Regions from separate parts of the Sus scrofa genome. Here all the other regions are linked to region 1. A link is a contact called in public HiChIP or PLAC-seq data. All regions are on one chromosome and are shown on one strand. The core of a region is the stretch at or near the end of the contact, and the rest is flanking DNA. Distances in the headings are between cores, read along the strand shown.

What was found. HiChIP or PLAC-seq counts read pairs in DNA pulled down with a chosen protein or histone mark.
Region 2: an H3K27ac HiChIP or PLAC-seq map of skeletal muscle shows a contact between it and region 1. The contact joins two enhancer-like sites. A contact is called at or near these places in 2 of 2 datasets of contacts at active chromatin or transcription factors (alveolar macrophages and skeletal muscle).
Region 3: a contact with region 1 is called in an H3K27ac HiChIP or PLAC-seq map of skeletal muscle. The contact joins two enhancer-like sites. A contact is called at or near these places in 3 of 47 Hi-C or Micro-C datasets (embryonic fibroblasts, fetal heart ventricle and heart right ventricle) and 2 of 2 datasets of contacts at active chromatin or transcription factors (alveolar macrophages and skeletal muscle).

What each region holds. Positions count from the first base shown.
Region 1 is chr10:27,046,303-27,050,266 of Sscrofa11.1, reverse strand. It overlaps FANCC (Fanconi anemia group C protein), which reads right to left. Exons shown (of 14, transcript XM_021064601.1): 13 at 1,623-1,803. Among named protein-coding and RNA genes, the nearest start is that of MIR24-2, 31 kb to the left of the region's middle. Within about 2 kb of position 2,121, at least 16 of the 83 cell types and tissues checked have an H3K27ac peak or open chromatin away from gene starts, as enhancers often do. A contact at or near this core is called in skeletal muscle, where this site is marked.
Region 2 is chr10:27,376,102-27,380,065 of Sscrofa11.1, reverse strand. C10H9orf3 (aminopeptidase O) reads left to right here. Exons shown (of 19, transcript XR_002336299.1): 5 at 1,176-1,421. Among named protein-coding and RNA genes, the nearest start is that of C10H9orf3, 94 kb to the left of the region's middle. Within about 2 kb of position 1,830, at least 5 of the 83 cell types and tissues checked have an H3K27ac peak or open chromatin away from gene starts, as enhancers often do. A contact at or near this core is called in skeletal muscle, where this site is marked.
Region 3 is chr10:27,310,872-27,314,835 of Sscrofa11.1, reverse strand. All of the region lies in intron 5 of C10H9orf3 (aminopeptidase O), which reads left to right. Among named protein-coding and RNA genes, the nearest start is that of C10H9orf3, 160 kb to the left of the region's middle. Within about 2 kb of position 2,120, at least 21 of the 83 cell types and tissues checked have an H3K27ac peak or open chromatin away from gene starts, as enhancers often do. A contact at or near this core is called in skeletal muscle, where this site is marked.

The DNA.
Region 1 (3,964 bases), core at 872-3,371:
TTCTTGTACATAAAGCCTTGCATGGCTAATTACTCCCTTAGAGTAATTTCTACAACTAGAATGACAGCGTTAAGGAGTATGAATGCTTACCTAATTCTTAAGAGTATGCAAACATAGACAGTCATGGTTTTTGTTATGATTCTATTAAAGTTAGCAAAAGAGGGGAGTTCCGTCGTGGCGCAGTGGTTAACAAATCCAACTAGGAACCATGAGGTTGCGGGTTCGATCCCTGGCCTTGCTCAGTGGGTTAAGGATCCAGCATTGCCGTGAGCTGTGGTGTAGGTCGCAGACACAGCTTGGATCCCGAGTTGCTGTGGCGGTGGCTGTGGCTGTGGTGTAGGCCGGCAGCTACAGCTCCGATTGGACCCCTAGCCTGGGAGCCTCCATGTGCTGCAGGAGCGGCCCAAGAAAATGGCAAAAAGACAAAAAAAAAAAAAGAAGAAAATAAGTCTCATTGGACAACTTTGAAGTATAGAGGAAATAAGTCTCTATACTTCAAAAGTAATCTCTGTCAGTTTCTATGATCTATATGGAATAGAACACATAACCTACCAATTTAGCTTATACAGAATCAAAATAAAGTGTACATAATAGCTTCAGAAATCGTTAGTGCTTCGTACATCTTAACTATTATTAAAAGATGATGAAAACCAACCAGGATTCTCTTTCATCAGTTTCATGTGATATTTTAAAAGGGAAAAAAATCTGGCTTTCTTTTTAATCAGCAGGCAATCAAATAATGTTCATTTCTGAAAAAAATTCTATTTTTGATCCAAAATCATCACCAAATTTTAGCTTTTTAAAATGCCAAACTCTTTTCTTCCCTCTGCCATGTAACATACCTTTAAACAAGTAAAATATACAGACACATCTGAACTGGTCTTTGTTTTCAAACTGCAGAACACACCAGGCAAATAGGAGCACTGCTCTCTACATAAAGAAACCTGCTCCCTTTAATTATTAAAATCAACAAAAAGCTCTGGCAGTTGAACTTTTAAAAACCAGCAAATAAATGTTTGCAAGGAAGGCGCCGATGCCTTTAATCAGAGTGCTGCTCCTGTAATTATTCTATTCCACACAAAATAACAACTGTCTTTCCACGGACAGTTAGCCACTCTTGTACTTTGCTGCTCTGTTATTTAGAAAATGACCATGTCCTTTTGCAGAAGCTAAGTGGTTAATATCAGGTGATTACTTCAGTAAGAGTTCTCAACAAAGCCCGTAATGTGAGGATCTATTGACTGATCCAAGACAGGAGTTCAGTCAAGACAGAAGCAGAGCCCGCCAGGCCGCTCCTCAGAAAAGCAGTCAGACCCCGAGATGATCCGTGGAGGGTGCGGCCCCAGACCAGGCGCGCCTATAAATCAGAACAGGGTGGCTGCAGGCAACATGAGGGGAAATGACCCAGGGGACAAGAGCAGAGTGGCCTCCAGTTCATCACAGGCCCAGTTCCCACTCTCGTCCCAGCCCACGCATGGCTCCACGCGCAAACCCCGAGGGGCTGGTGGGGAGGGTCTCGGGTCAGGGGAAGCCAAGCTACTGCCCAGCCCCTTCCTGCAGGCTCCTTTCTGCTCCCAAGAGACCAGCCCCGGAGGCCACTCGCCGTGGACCCTGCCACCCACCATGGTCTGTGATCTCTGCCGACGCCCGGCGCCTGGGCTGCCGCTGAATGCCAGGAGCCACAGCAGGGCCTCAGGGGCTTCGGCCTCAGCCTCCACCATCAGCAACTGCTCAGCCGCGATGTCAGCCCATTCTCCAAAGTGAACGAACAAAAACCAGCTCTCAAAGGGGCCTCCGTAGGACCTGGAACAGAACCAAAACACATGGCAGCCGGGCAACGTGATTTCTTTCTCCTTTAGTTTCTTAAAGCAACTGTAATGTTTGCGAATGGCTGGCTCCCATTGTTCTTATCCACTGGAGTACAACTTGCAAGGGATACAAGTTAGACGCAGGAAGAGAGCTCACAATGCCACCCTGAACCAGTCCCGGGCCTTCCAAAGGCCTGCCTCTCAAAGCCTCCAGTGCCCTGAGGACCTCAGACACTGAAATCGTTACATCCAGGGACCCTGAGTGAGCACTGGCCTTTGAGAAAGGAAGATGCTGGCCCAGGGCCAGTGAGCGTGATGCAAGATGAGAGCCCTCAGGCGCCGCTCTGCCTTCTGCGTGGCCTGCGCAGCTGGGCTGCTGTTGAGAGCGGGGCCTCACAGCTGCAAGGCCGCCACCAGGGCAGCCCCGAGCCAGGAAAGCAGGGACTCCCTGGGGTGCAGACGGAGACCAGAGGAGGGACGCAGGCAGAAACGTGTGCTATTGCTTTTCTTGCAAAACACAAGGTTCTGGTTAGTATTTTGGCAATTACGAATTTTTAATGAGCTGTATATTGTATTCTTTCCTGTCATCATGTATCTCTCAATGCTGAGAGGTTAAAGCTTTTGTGAGGCTATCCTTTGTCACACGGGGAGTTGGGAGCTGCAGTTCAAGAGGAGAATCTGCTGAGGGAAGGACCATTAATTTTGCACAGTGACAGTGCCAGCAGTTTGACATCTCCCCTGGGAAAAATGGAGCAGGACTGGCCCGAAGCTCCTGGAAGAGGGGAGCTCTGAGCCTTGCTGCAGGCTCCGTCTTTGTTGGATTGGGGCGCCTATTCCCCTGCTTGGTCCCTGGGATCCCCAAGCTCCGAGCACTGTTCCCACCTCCCTGAGTCACTGCTTCCTGCTGTCCAAGTCCTCCTGAGAACAAGTGATGAATGGTCTGAAATCCGGCTTGCAAAGCAGCGGACCGAAAGGGAAGAAGGGGAGCAGGTTACACCTGTCCCCACGAGAGGGCGAGCTGATGGACCAGGGCACATGGGCAGTGCGCTGGGTTATGTCTCGAAAGCCAGGGACAGGCTCCACGGGGTCTCTGCCCTGCAGACCTCACGGATGAGGAAGCTGAGCCGCGGGGCTCCCCCGCGCTCCCTGCTCCCAGGTGGGCAGTGTGCCTGGATCAGGGCTCAAGGCCTGGTCGCTCTCCCTCTCTTCTTCCAGCAGCTGAGTGTGCAAGGCACCTCCATGGGGCTGGCTGGGAGGTGCCTTCAGCTGCTCATAGACCCCTCCCTGCAGGTGGCCCCGCCAACGAGCTGAGGCGGATCTGGGTTCACCAGGAGCCCCATGAGGTTTCGGCTCTAGGTTCTGCTCTTCAACAGAGACGGCCAGGAGTGTGTATGGGGCTGCCAGGCTATGGCAGGTCGTTACTGTGGCCAATCCTCTGATCCCCGCTTGGCTGCCAGACTTCTGTCTCCTGCACTGCTAAGAGTCTTGGTGGTGGCGGTGGGGAGGAGTGAATAACTGGCGCCTAAGCCTGCAGCAGTGACGATGAACAGAAGAGCACTGGCTCGATGCTGAGAGGGCAGAGAAGATCAAGAGGGAGCAGCTGCCAAAGGAACACGTGAAGACAGTCTGAGGAGGCTAGGAGAGACAATGAATAAAATACTTCTACTCTAAAAGCAAGGAAGCTGAGAGGAAGCGGAAGGGTATGATGTTACAAAGAATTCAGCAAAGCCTCAACGCGAATGCTTCTAGGGAAAGAACACATGTAAGAGGTACCTGATATCATATTGGTAGAATTTACGTTAGAATGGATTTTCTTTTCTTTTCTTTTTTTTTTTTTTAACTTTTTAGGGCCGCACCCATGGCACATGGAAGGTCCCAAGCTGGGATCAAATTGGAGCTACAGCTTCTAGCCTATACCACAGCCACAGCAATGCAGGACCTGAGCCATGTCTGTGACCTACATACACCACAGCTCACAGCAATGCTGGATCCCGGGCCCACTCAGCAAGGCTAGGGATCGAACCTGCAACCTCATGGATCCTAGTCAGATTTGCTTCCGATGCACCACAGCGGGAACTCCTGGGTTGTCCAGTTTTAGATATAGATTTATTACAAAGAGGAAGAAAAAAACATTTCACCCCAGGGTGCAGGAGGAG
Region 2 (3,964 bases), core at 581-3,080, 330 kb before region 1:
TGTTGCTGTGGCTCTGCTGTAGGCTGGTGGCTACAGCTCTGATTCAACCCCTAGCCTGGGAATCTCCATATGCTGCGGGAGCAGCCCAAGAAATGGCAAAAAGAAAAAAAAAAAAAAAAAAAAAGCTAGCACCTGCATCATCTTTTGGTTCTTCATTACTGAGTCCACATCTTTTATTTGAGGACATTTCAGAAGGGGATCTTTAACTCGATTGCCCTGTCCCTTCCTTTCTGAGTTACAAACGGACCCTGAGTTGGAGAGGATTTTTCCCATGGTGACATTTGAAAAGCACATTTCCGAAGGCAGGAGTTGCGTTTTATTTGGGTGGGGGGTTGTTTGGTGCTTTTGAGTCTTGGAGATTTTCCACCTGTTTATTCTAAAATAAGACTTTGCTGGAGTTCCTGCTGTGGCTCAGCAGAAATGAACCCGACTAGTATCCATGAGGATGCAGGTTCAATCCCTGACCTCGCTTAGTAGGTTAAAGATCCAGCATTGCTGTGAGCTGTGGTGAAGGTCACAGACAAGGCTCGGATCCTGTGTGGCTGTGGCATGGGCCAGCAGCTGCAGCTCCAATTCGACCTCTAGCCTGGGAACTTCCATATGCCATACCTGCGGCCCTTAAAAAAAATAAATAAATAAGTTTTTACTACTTTCACTAGCACAGGTTGAAGATCCTTAGTCAATTCAGCAGATGGATAAGTTTTGACCTGTAACTTTTTTACTGCTCTACGGAGATTGACACTCCAAGAACTCAAGTGAACTTCTTTCCTTCCAAGCCCATCATAACCGCTGTCTCGAAGTTGTCTACTTCTTTTTTTTTTTTTTTTTTTTTTTGTCTTTTTAGGTCCACACTCATGGCATATGGAGGTTCCCAGGCCAGGGGTCACTTTGAAGCCATAGCTGCTGGCCTACACCACAGCCACAGCAGCTTGGGTTCCCAGCATCTGTGACCTACACCACAGCTCACGGCAAGGCCTGATGCTTAGCCTGTCAAGCAAGGCCGGGGATCAAACCTGTGTCCTCATGGATACAATACCAGTTGGGTTTTATAACCACTGAGCCATGACAGGAACTCCTCGAAGGCATCTATGTCTTGAGAGTTCCTCACCTCCACGGCCAGAAGAATGAACCTGTTTCACCATAAAGCACATCTCTTTATTTTGTGTTCTCCCCAGGAATGTTGGTGTTTGTGGACATGTGGAATACCCCTGCCGCTTCCAGAATGCTTCTGCCACCACCCAGGAGGTCATCCCGCATCGGCTTTTTGCTCCAGGGTGCCTCCAGGGTGCCTGCCAAGAGGCCCTTCTGCCGCTGATCCCTCCTTGCCTCTCAGCAGCACACTCTGTCCTGGGAACACACCCGTTCTCCAGACTGGATGTACTCATCGTCCCTGCCAGCTTCCCAAGCCTGGGGATGGCCAGGTACGTTCTTCTGTTGTGGCACCTGGAGGACATGCTTTGGAAATTCTTTGGCCATTTCTTTCTTTCCCTGAGCTCTGGCAGAGCTGCCATCCGATTAGGTTGGAAGGGCCACCATCAGCTCATGCTTGGAGTCTCAGTGTGTGCCCACTCCCCCATGCATGAGCCTTAGGGCATCCTGGGCTCAATTCAGCTGCCTCGAAAATCAAAAGCTCACATTGCAGCTGGGATTGAGAGCATGTTGTGCCCCCAGAGTGATGGATGTTGGCCCGTGGCTGATGGGTGGCTCGTCGGGTTAGGCGGTGAAAGCATCATGCTAATGAGCCCAAGGTCACAGCTCCCGACAGAGGAATGCAACGTGGTTCTAGGGCAGAGGCTGCTCATGTAATCCTGACCAGCTGTCTCATCCGTTCTCACCACTGGTCACGAGGGCAACAGTGTGAGAGCCCCTTTGTCAGAGAGAAATGTGGATGGGTCCGTGTACACCTATCACCACTTCTAGAAAAATCACTCAAAGCAGATAACTTACTGGGGGAGCGTGGGGCCGTCACTTGTCTTGCTACAATTTTGTCATATGATAAATGCATTGCTCTTATTGTCATCCCCTGTTAGTTCCCATAGAAAATCAAGACCCACCAGTTGAACCTTTCCCTGTATATTATTTATGCCTCAGATTCATTCATTAATGCTATTGTCCATTTCACACAGCATTTGATTTGGTTATATACTCAGGATTTTCTTGGTTATATTTCTGTTTGGAAATTTTAATCATGAACAGTGAATATCCTTGACTAAGGATGGGAAAAATAAGCTCATCAAAACATGTGACTTTAAGTTTTTCCCTATTAGTCAAGGCAATTCCTGCCGCCAATTAATTTCCATGCTTTTGAACAGCTGTCATTTGTGGTGTTTTCCCTGAAACTGCACACATTCTTAGTAAAACCATGAGTAGAAAAGAACTGACCAGAACATTTGCTTTTGATCTTTACTACATATGTACACTTTTAAAAAGCTGGCTGGCTAGTCTTAATGCTTGAGGAAGCCTGAGAAGGTCATTTACATGGATTTTTATCCTATATTCATGAAGATAATAGGAATGTAAAAACTAGGATAATTATATGTATTTGGTTACGTGCATCATGTAATTTCTTGGCTCTCTCTATGTAGAATTTGTCTTAACAAGGGGGCTTCTTTGGTCCCTTTGAAGAGTCTGCTGGACTTAATTTGAGCAGAATTATTAGCAAAGGAAGGGTTGTTCATTAAATGTTTCTCATTTGTACACCGTGTGGCGGGGCTATATTTATTTTGGAGTTTTTAGCACTTTATGAGAGTTGCAGTTTTTCAGGGCATTTTTGCTAACAGTTCCAAGTTCTGACCTGAGGGAACCAGAAGCAGAGTATTTTTCATACAGAGCTACATTTATTTGCTAGAGCTCCTTCCTGACATCAGTCTGCCAAAACCCGAATTTGTTGACCTGTGGGCTGATCTATAAAGCTTCTCTTTTTAAGTTTGCATGCCCAAGCAGGTAGAATGTGTGTTTGCTGCTTTTTGAGATATTTAAATTGATTTAAACATGCTTAACTCTGTTTTTTTTTTTTGTTTTGTTTTTAAGTAAGCCTAAGTACTCTATGGCCAAATGGTTCTGGGCACAAATGTCAAAAAAATGTACTGGTGATAATAATTTAGCAGCAACAAGACTGCTTCTATGCTTAAAAACAGGAGAACCGTACATTTAAAAATCTGTGGTTGATTGTCAAATATCTTTTTTTTTTTTTTTCCTTCTTTTTAGACTGTGGAAATAGTCTGCCCTGGTCTAGATGTTTTCCTGGGCGTAGTGACCGTTCCCTGTATTTGAACAGTGGAGGGGGGATTGTGGCATCTTCCCCTGCCAGTTGGGGGTGGGGAGGCACTCTGTTTTTTCCTAACTCTGACCTAAATTGATTCCACTTGCTCGGCTTGATTCTCTCGGGATCCCAACACCTTGAGCCACATGCAACTGAGTGGAGTTTATGACTCAGCCGGCTCCTGGGGCCCTGTTGCCTTATTTATGGTCAAGTCTCGGCTTGGGGCTCTGTAAAGCAAACTGGAACAAAAATGACAGTCTTGTAGGTCCATTCTGTACCCTAAACAGGAGTGGAGAAATCCCAAGTCTAGAAGAAGCCACTCCAAAAGACCTCTACATTGAAATTTGCCATTGTCCCACGAGTTGTAACCCATCGGAGATCAGAGGATTTCTTGGCAAATTAAATGGTTCTTTCCTGAGTCCACCCTTTGTAAACATAAGTGCAAGATCATAAATTCCATACCTCTGCACTTCTTTGGTGACAAGGTCTTAATCATAATGGATGCCATTTTATAGTAATTGAGTATGCTTTTTCATAGATGATATTAAGCAGTCCCTCATGAACTAAGATGGGTAGATTATTAATGACCATTTTAAGGCATTTGAAAAATTGGGGGGATGATATGTATAATGGTTTTGCAGTATTTTAAATATTACATATCAGAGTTCATATGAATAATCTTAAAACTCTCTTCTCTGAGTC
Region 3 (3,964 bases), core at 871-3,370, 260 kb before region 1:
GAAAATAAAATCCCTTGCCTTAGTTGGTTTCCAAACCTGTCCATCTCTTGGCTATGCTTAGAGTTGTTTATGACATGAATGAAACATTCAGTCTTCTTCAAAGCTATTTTAGTTTCTCTTTTGGATTGTGCCTGTAAATCTCTATGAGCTTTTTAGGAGAAAAAATGCGTTAAAAATGGCTTTGCTGGACCATTTATAAGAGGATTTATTTAGACTGGAAAGTTTTGAGCTGACATTTCTAAAAAGTTTATATCTGGGGTATGTTTATATTAATTAAGGTTTTATTTATATAATATAAATGCACATTTTCAGGAGCCATTTTTTAAACATGTAAAGACCATTAAGAAAAGTGTTGTCAGTAATAGAAGAGATTTCTAATGGTATGTGTTTAATGAAGCTGCCTAATTTATAAAATACTCAAAAAAATGTTAATGTTTTATACTCTTTTCCCAAGGGAGGAATTTTTATTTCCCTACATTTCACACACAATGGTATGATTCAGTTTTTTTTTTTTAATTTTATAATATGTTGCCGTTAAAGTCAGCTATGTCTTTGCAGAGACGTTTTTCTTTTTTTTAAGCGAACACAACAGGACAAAGATCGATCCTCAACACTAGTGTGGCTTTGATTTGAGGTGCTTTGTAGCATTCCAAGGTGATTTCTAGACTCTTGCAGTAAAATTGCTTAGGAATAAAGTGACATTTTATGAAATTCTCATTTTCCAACACTTTCATTAACCCATGCTTGGGTAACTTTCTAGTTTCTAATATTAATTTTCAACTATTTTGATCCACGGCTAATCAGCGCTTAATTAGGGTGAAGACCACAGTCTGGGGAAGAAAGAGAAAATCCTTATTGTTTAGAAAATCTTTAAATAAGAAGTCCGGGAGAACAGTTCTTGATTTTACATGTAGAGACGTTAATCAGAAGCAATAAACTGTGCGCTGACGACATGTTTAAAACAAACCAGGACTTAGGAAAAAACAGGAAATTTGACCAAACAACTCTTCCTAGTAACAGGTTCTGTGTGTCTTTGTTAAGATCATCACAGCTTGTTTTAATAATCTTTTTCGACTTCCTTTCCAAAATTTGACGTTCTATTTCTTTGCAGTTTTATATACAGCTCTCATTTACTAAGCACTTTTCACTTCAAACTGGCTTCCTGTAATAGAGGAATTGCAAATGAAAGGAATCGATAATGAAATTGTAATGCTGCATTTTAATCCCTAGGCAAATTGGTGTTATAAACTGCTAATTAAAGGAGTCTTTTGCCCGGATAGTGCTTAAACAGCCTTCAAGTCCAGCTCTTAATTGGTAACATTACCTGGCATTTTGTAGAATGAGAATACCTTTTGCTTATCATTCTTAAGCTTCTTCTTATAGTCTTAATTTTAAACTTGACCCTTTCTTGGCATCGTAATGCAAGAAACCATTCCCATTTAATCTGGGACAGCTGCATTTGTTTAGATACTATACGCTTAAGTTCTCACAGAAATTCTGACCTGAAACGGACAGATGTTTGAACTCCTATGTAAAAATCTATTCTAAACATTCTGGGCTACTGCTAGACAGGAATGCCAAACATTTCCAACCACAAATTATACTTGATAATAACCACCTTGATAGCAGAAAGCAGCAGACCCCCAGTTCCATTACATGATCTGCAGGAAGATAACAGGTCTTTGGCGTCTGAGGTTCGATTGGCTATATTCATATTCACAGCTGCTGAAGGCCAGTGCAGATGGCATCGTTGTGAAAATTAGAGACTATCAAATCATACACAGAAATTCTCTGGGCACAAAAATGTGTCCTCCCTTCTCCACGTAACTGGACCAGAGCTGAGAATGGCTGACTGTGAAGCAGGAGCACGCCAAAAAACCGAGCAGGCTGAGTACACAGAAAGCCATATGGCTCAAGGAAATGGACACTCGTTTCCTTTTAAAGTTTCTGAAATCAGCGTATTCCTGAAGAACCATTTAAATAAGCTCCCCAGCATGTTTTATTTTATGAAATGCGGGGCATGCCGGTTATGAAACGGGAACCCTGAAATGTGATACATCCATCTTAACCAGCTCAGGGTTTTATTCAATTCTTCAAGCCCTAATCCTATTAACTCTCATGCACAAAGGAAATGCAGGGCTCCGCTCTCTGATGATTCTGCCCAGGCCTCATGGCATTAGTAAGCCAAGTCTTGCATTTTACAAATGAAGCTTATTGGTTGATTAAAAATATAACAAGCATCAGTGAAGCCACTTTTCAAAAAGAATGTTTCAGATTGTTTGCTTTAAGAAAAGCCGGTAGAAGAGATCAATGGCTTCAGTTTTTAGTTTGAGGAATTTTTTTTTTTAAAGCCGTTCACTTGAATATGCAGATTTTTTTGGTGTGATGCACATTAAATTTATATGGCTTTTGAAAATCATATCTTTGGTTTTACAAATAAAGTTCATTGGTTGATTAAAAATGCAAGCAGCATCCATGTAACTAACTACTGTTCAAAAAGGATTTTTTTTTAAGACTGTTTATGTAAGGGGTTTTGAGGGGTTTGATGATTCATAATCAGTTTATGAAATGTGAAGATTTTTTTAAAAGCAACTTAAGTCAGAATTTTAATGTGAAATGCATTAACCTTATTTCTGGCTAGACGTCCTTTGGACGTAGATCTAACCCAGCAAAATACCAAGATCTGATTATGATGCTGTTGGGAGTTAATCTCATTGTAGTGAACATGAGCTAATAACTCATTAGTCCATATTATATTATATACTTTTCAGTCTGTGGCCTGCTGTTTTGATTAAATTTAGTTCCTACCATTCAGATTGGAAACAGCAAAGTCTTCCTGTTACTACCTATCAAGTTTATAAAGCCTTGCTCTGAAAGCTTGAACAACTTGAGATCACCATTACTTACACAGTTTTATCCAGTGTAAAATTCTATCTCTAGGAGTACCCATCGGGGCTTTGCAGTAACAAACCCAACTAGTATCCATGCAGGTTTGATCCCTGGCCTTGCTCAGTGGGTTAAGAATCTGCCGTTGTTGTGAGCTGTGCTGTCGGTCGCAGATTGGGCTCAGGATCTGGCAATGTTGTGACTGTGGCATAGGCCAGCATCTGTAGCTCCAATTCACCTCCTAGCATGGGCACTTCCATATGTCTCGGGTGTGGCCCTAAAAAGCAAAATAAAATAAAATAAAATACTATCTTTACTGTAAAATCAAAGGGGATATCTGCATCCATCTATTTCTGTTGAGAAATACTGGCTACTTCCAGGTGGCGAGCTATGGTCAGCACAGCCTGCCCTGTGCTGCAAGGGCCTGGAATGTCTAGCCATTTCGGTTTACATAACAGTTTCACTGGGGTGTTTGCTTTCAGATGTCACTTCAATGTCAGCCTCAGCAGTCCACACATAAGTCTGCCTGTTCCCCAGGATTGGCGAAGGAAAAGAAAGTATTTTATCCAAGGCATCCTCCCTACTTTTCATAGCCTAAATTCTTTGACTCTACATTAAAAGAATATTAGAATTTACCTCCCATTCTAAAGAATGGGTTTATTTTTCTGTCTGGTTTCCTGTTGTCTCTGACTCTTTTCCTGCCGTGGAAGGTACCTGGCCTTTTTCAGCCAGGACGGCTGAAGGTCCCCTTCCTACCACCTCGGCCAGCCCAAGGTGAGGAATGGCACTAGGTCAGCACCCCTTATCATCCTCACCAGGGCCCTTCACAGCTCTGATAGGATCCGTTCTGACTCAGAACATCAAGGAACATTCTCTTGAAGAATGAACCTCGCTTCTTAGGTACTAGTGCATCGACTTCCCTGTAGTTGGGTAAGTTAAGCCAGTTGCCTTTCATTTCAACCATGTCAAAGTATCAAATAAAGCTATACCATCAGACCAGCCAGGAAAATGGGAGAGCTGGACAGTAACATGTTTATAATATAAATCCATCCTGTTTTCTCAACCCTTGCCCCTTGGC